Regions from separate parts of the Dromaius novaehollandiae genome. Here region 2 is linked to region 1. A link is a contact called in public Hi-C data. All regions are on one chromosome and are shown on one strand. The core of a region is the stretch at or near the end of the contact, and the rest is flanking DNA. Distances in the headings are between cores, read along the strand shown.

Region 1 (2,916 bases), core at 200-2,699:
TGGTTCTGTATTAACGTGGTGAGGTTCCTTGGGCGGAATCCACTCGGGGACTAAGTGAATATTCCAAGTACCGAGAACAAGGAAGCTCTTTGGGTTCTTTGCCTCGTTCTTGCGTTATGTCACTTCATGGTTTAGTTGGTCCCACTCCCTAAGCTTCAGTTTCTCCTTAGGGAATATTAATGCTTATTGGTAATGTGCTTTCAGGGCTTGTCCATGAATTTTTAAAAAGTGACAGAGTTGCCAAAAAATCTGTGGTTTGGTTCCAAGTCAATAAGTTCCCAGCCCCTAAGGACCATGTCCTCAATCAGAACACATCTGTTGAAGTCAACATAGCTCCATGAGTGTACAACACCTATGTCAGAAGTTTATCTGAGCTGTTCCACCAGTCTTTGTCTCCCAACTTGTTTCCTGATGGATGTTCCATGAAATGCGCCTTTCGAATGGTATATACATTCAGTCTCTTTCCTGGGATACCCAAGCATAGATTTAATTCCTTATCTTGCTACAAACTCCCCACAAGTCTGTGCGCAGAACCAGCATTTACACAGTGGTCCCTTTCGCTCGGTACACGTACACAGCGTGTCCGTACTTAGCAGCTTAACTGCTGCTGTGAATCGGCTGAGCCGTACTGGGAAAGGGTCCGTGCGCTCAGGCTGCCGTGATAACACGTGGTTTATCTGTGTGTCCGAGCCCCCAGTGAAAGTAGATTGAAGGGACATTTGTACATCCTTAAGAGTCCTTTTAGAAGAATGCCATCGCGTACAAGAACCTCACAATGTATGAGAATTAGTTTTAGTTTCTCTGTGCCTCAGCTCTGCAACTGTAAAATAGGGATAACTGCTATTCTTCAGTGGACTTTGCCAGTTCGGATGATAAGCTCTTTCCGCATGGGCACTGCCACCTCTCCCCAGGTGCTGTGCGGTGCCTGGCAGAACAAGGCTCCAGCTTTTCGTGGCATATCCGGGCGTAATTGCAACACAAGGAGCGACCACAGGATCCAGCTAACGTTGCAGGCTGTGTTCGCAGCCTCCAGTTCTCCCTGTCTGCCTTTCACCTCCCGGTCTTGATTTGTTTATCTCTTGGGGGCCTTTCTGTTTTTAATTCCATTGTTCCTCACCTGGGGATTTCAGGCTATTATTTAATTTCCTTCCAGATTTCAGCCCTTCCCCCTTGCCTCCCAAATCTCCCCCTCCGTCGCTAGCCCCGTCCCTTCAGAGAAGGCGTCTTACTTTTCTGCCCCTCTGTGCAAGTCAGTTTTCGTTGGCTCTCGCGGCATCTCCTCTTGTCAAGGCATTATCCGGTGGGGAGCCTGATTATTTAGATTCCTCCAGTTTCCCCTTTTAATATATCTCCTCTGTGTCCCGCAGCCTGACCCCTGCCAAAGGACCTGCCACGAGGGTTGTTTCTTCCAGTCTGGAGCCCTCCCCCAGCTTCCCTTTCATCTGTGTTTTCCGAGCGGGCTGTGCTTGAGGCAGCGCGGGGTTGAGGGCCTCCGGGTCCGCTGCCGGATCCCTCCCCCATCACCTGAGAAAAGGCAAAGGCGCAAACCACTTCCAGGGCCGGCTCTGGCAGGGCTTGGGGGTGGGGAACGGCTGAGCCTGCCTAAGGAGAGGAAACCAATTAATCCCCCCCCCTTTTTTTTTTTAATTCGAGGCAGGGTTCCTAGCGGACCGTAGGCACCCCGGGCCAGATCCGTCCTGCGCTGTGCTCTGCGGCTCCCTGGCAGGGCAGCAGGCTTCCTCGAGAAGAGGAAGCAAAGAGGGGGGGTTCCCACACACCAGAAAGCCGGTGGTCCTGCTCAGCCCGCCTCAAGCTGCCTGCGGCGGAGGGAGGTCTGGGCCAGCCGTGGTGGGAGCAGGACGGCCAGTATCTGAGGAAGGACCACTCTGAAACTCTGAGTGGGGACCCCAGCTGGATGCGCTGGGTAGGGGACCCCTGCTCTGCACATCTCCAGGGTTTCACATAGCAAGCCATGATCGCTACCCTAGTAGTGCCGAGGAGGAAACCGAGGTGAAGCCGCTGCTTGGTGGGACACGTGTCTGCATTCGCAGCACCAGGGAGACCTAATTCACTCTGGTGGCCTTCTCATTTCTGAGAGCTCGGGGAGACTTCTTCAAGGGAGGGCGCAAATCTGGACACCTCCTCCTCGAGGTGGTACAGCTGTCACCTCATGGCGTTCATCATATTGTCCCCTGCTTTCACTAGACATCCAGGGCTCTCGCAGGGAGGGCTGACACCAGCTGCAACTGTCGAGATACTCTGAGCAAATCCCTCTGTGATCTGTATGATGGAGAGCATATGCACAGCCCAGGATCTGAAGGAAATCATCTCACATATGAAGAACAAAAACATGTTTTGCTATCTCTCTGCCAGGGATTTATTCGTAAAATTCCTAGAGAAGGAGGAGACCCTTGGAGGTCTCCAAGCTCGAGACCCAAAGTAAATAAAATGTTGCGAGAATACATTTAGCAAACGATAATGCTGAACACAGAAAAACAGATAGAATGATGTAAAAATATGTCGGCTGGAATCTATGGAATGTTTACATCCCGGGAACAGGGCACTGTATAAACGCGTTCATCAGTGACATTGCCTATTCGCAGCTCCGGTAACGTGTAAGGCGCCAGTGCTAGTGCTTGTACAGGAACCCTGCTCCACCGGAGTCCGAGCTGAGAGGCAGACAGAGCAGAACGGGGTGTTGTCCGCAGAGCGTTACTTGTTTCGTCTTGAGGCGGGTGGACGTGCTCAAATACACCTCCAGAGTGGTGCAACACAGTGGCATTAAATCCTTCAGGTTTTGTGTAGCTCTTATCTGTGGCACACCTCTTTGCTCCACCACGCAGGAGATGGCAGGTTCGACCCTAAGAAACTGCCTTGTGATCAGCTAAGCTGTAGGAACCGGAGCAGACAGGAAAA
Region 2 (2,916 bases), core at 251-2,750, 190 kb before region 1:
GATTTTGAGCCAGAATAGTCATGATATCCTAGTTTCCTAGTCCCTCGGGCCAGCTTTTTCCTAGAACATGGCTCTGAGAGCAAACAGAAATGAACAGAAGAGAATTGTCTTCTATCGGGGAGGATCTAAGAAATCTGGTATTTGTGTTGTCTTGAATCTTTCACTGTTTACTCCAGCTGTCACCTGTTAGATTTCTCTTATACTTCTCTTATACTTCTCTTATTAACATACTAGTAATGCTGTGGTGATTAGGTGAGCGGATTATGTGTCAGCCCTGCATTGTGATTTAGTTGCTAGTCATACTGTAGTAGCTCCTGGGTGCTCAGGCGTTGATATCAACGACGTTGTGGCAGGTGCTGTACAAGCTCAATGCTTATTTATCAAGGCGAGATCATTTTCAGTAGAACTGGGCAGAAAGAACTTTTGATTTAAATTCCCCTAGATTCTGTGGTGGTTTGAATCCCGGATCTACTCCAAATGGCTCCGAATTTTACATGCAATACATGTTTTAAATCAATTCAGCCAGAGTCTAAGACTGACACAGCCTCATTCTGAGAGATGAAAACAAATGCAAATACACACGCTGTGGTTTGTTCTTCTGGTTTAGCCATTTTTCCCCCCTAGACCATGCACTGATGCAAGAGCATTTGCAGGTGCTTTCTCTGTCATAGCTGTCTCTAGCACAGAGTCCTGGCATACAGGTGTTTGGAAGAGTGGCCAACATGACGCGTACAGCTGGGCCACGGTAAGGCTGCTGTCATGAGTAGTTTTCGGCAGCCTCCAAGGATGAGGGTGTGCATAGAGAAACTTGACTTTGGAGCGCGTGTCCTTCCCTGGCACTCTGAGATGGTTCATCAGTCCTAGAACCTTGTGCCTCGATCTAGTGCTTAAGGATCATCAATGTAAAATAGAGCAGCACTAGTAGGATGGGATCTTTTTTTCCTCAGGGGAGTAAAAATGGTGTCTTTTAACCTGTCAGTATGCATTTACAACACATCTGAGGCTTGAAAGAGGCTGTCCGAAAAGAAAACCAGGGTAATAGGAGTGTGTTAGTAGAGCCAGTAGGCATTGAATAGTCTCTGTGGTGGTTTAAAAAAAAAAAAAAAAAAAAAAAAAAAAAAGAAGCCTTAGGCTTCAACTGATTGCTAATTATGTGGTTCTATTCCTTTTTAAGAAAATACCATGCAAGGTTTGTGAGGGAGGAAAAGTGTTTTAATCTGGAGAGTTACCAGGTTTTTTGGTCTTTGTTTTGCTTTTTCCCATGCTTCAGCTTAGTATTAGAGACCTGGCTCTAGTTTTAAAATGAAGCTACATTCCCGAGTTCTGCCATCCATCTCTTGGAGCCTCTGTGCAAAGGGCACAAGTTATTCCACCTTAAAAAGAAACGAAAAAAAAAAAAAGAAAAAAGCAAAACCCACACTGTGCAGAGAGGGAGAGAGTTACAGAAAGTGGGCCCCCTGCTTTTTTCAGAGGGGGAATGTAAGCAGATCCTTGCTGAAACTGCTTCCCTCAGCAGTTTTCAGCTTGTTTTAATTGGCCTGGCCTGAAAGAATTCTGAATGCTGTACCTGTGCCAATGAAAATGCAAATGTTTCCCCGAGACGGAGGCACTTGGAGTGCCTGTGCCCCAGCTCTGATAGCAGCAGCAGGGGCATGGAGACATGTATGTGATGGGAAACGGGGAGGCCTTGATCTAATTCAACTCAGAAAACAAAGAGCCTTGGAAAATGAAGCACGAACAAGGCAGAGCAGGGCAAAATACAGTGGAACTTACTGCAATTGCTTCAAAACCAGGAGCTTTTTTGTACTGAAATCCATTATCCCCTCTCCTTGCACTGGGCAGTTGGATCCTTTCACTAATTTAACGGGGAGCTTGGTATTTCTTTTTCTCTCTTTTTGTTTAATTCTTTATTGTGAAGATTGTGTGTCAGAAAGAAGGTTATTTCACCAAGTACAGAGACGCTGTCATCAAGTGCATCCTTGCAGCCAGTGGACATGGTGGTGTTAGGCAGCACATTCTGGTGTTGGTGACTGTCCTGCTGCAGGGAAACCACGGTTACAGGCTAGTCCCAGGCTCCTGCTCCCATGTGAGGAATGAGCAGGATGGGCTGGAAGATACCAGCTGTGTCTGTGTTCACTGGCTTGGAGCCTGGTGGCGGAGCTGTTGTTGAAGCAGCAGAGGTTTGACCCAGCTTGATGTTTTGAGCTCTTCCTTGTCCATGCTGCCGTAGCCTAGAACCGCTGATCTTGAGGGTTATTCCGCCTCACGCTGGAGCCAGATTTACATTCCCTTTCTCCCTGCTGCTCAGAGACCCCAGTCTGTTATGCCGGATGGAAAAAGATATATTTGGAGAATTGACAGCAGGCAAATATAGCCTTTTTGAGTCCTGTAGAGCCTGACTCGTATGACTTTATGGGTGGGCTTGAGGGGATACGATTGGGGCTGGTAGATCAGACACTGACTGTGTCTGCTAAGGTGCTGGAGTTTGTCTTCAACTGGGAGTTTTGATGAGAGTATTAAGTGGTTTCTCTTAATAAGATCTTTTTCTTGTCTATTTGACATAACCTAATGCTCCTTTGTCCTGAAACTTAGGCACCATCCCCTTTTAATACTGACTATCTGCATACCCACTGTTTCTGCTTGTATCTTGGCTGGTTGCATCATTTCTGAATTAGTTCAGTTTGATGGTCCTGTAGACAATGTAAACTATAGGTCAGCTCTCAGAAATAAGGTAAAACACCAGCTTTTCTTCAAATAAGTTGGCCTTTCTCACCCAGAATATAACCAGGCTCTGGAAGTGGTTGCTACAGAGTGTTGTGCCAAAAGGATAGGTACATCTAAGAAGCCAACTGGACAAAGTCAGGGAAGGAAAAAAACCATTGAATAGTAAAAAAGAGGGGGAAAAAACTTTCTGGC

Evidence for each region. A called contact is a pair of places that touch in the nucleus more often than the background predicts.
Region 2: a contact with region 1 is called in a Hi-C map of ovary, with 2.0 times the contacts expected there. The contact joins two enhancer-like sites.

What each region holds. Positions count from the first base shown.
Region 1 is chr21:4,387,439-4,390,354 of bDroNov1.hap1, reverse strand. No RefSeq gene overlaps it. Among named protein-coding and RNA genes, the nearest start is that of SORL1, 82 kb to the right of the region's middle. Within about 2 kb of position 1,449, at least 1 of the 2 cell types and tissues checked has open chromatin away from gene starts, as enhancers often do.
Region 2 is chr21:4,580,370-4,583,285 of bDroNov1.hap1, reverse strand. No RefSeq gene overlaps it. Among named protein-coding and RNA genes, the nearest start is that of UBASH3B, 140 kb to the left of the region's middle. Within about 2 kb of position 1,500, at least 2 of the 2 cell types and tissues checked have open chromatin away from gene starts, as enhancers often do.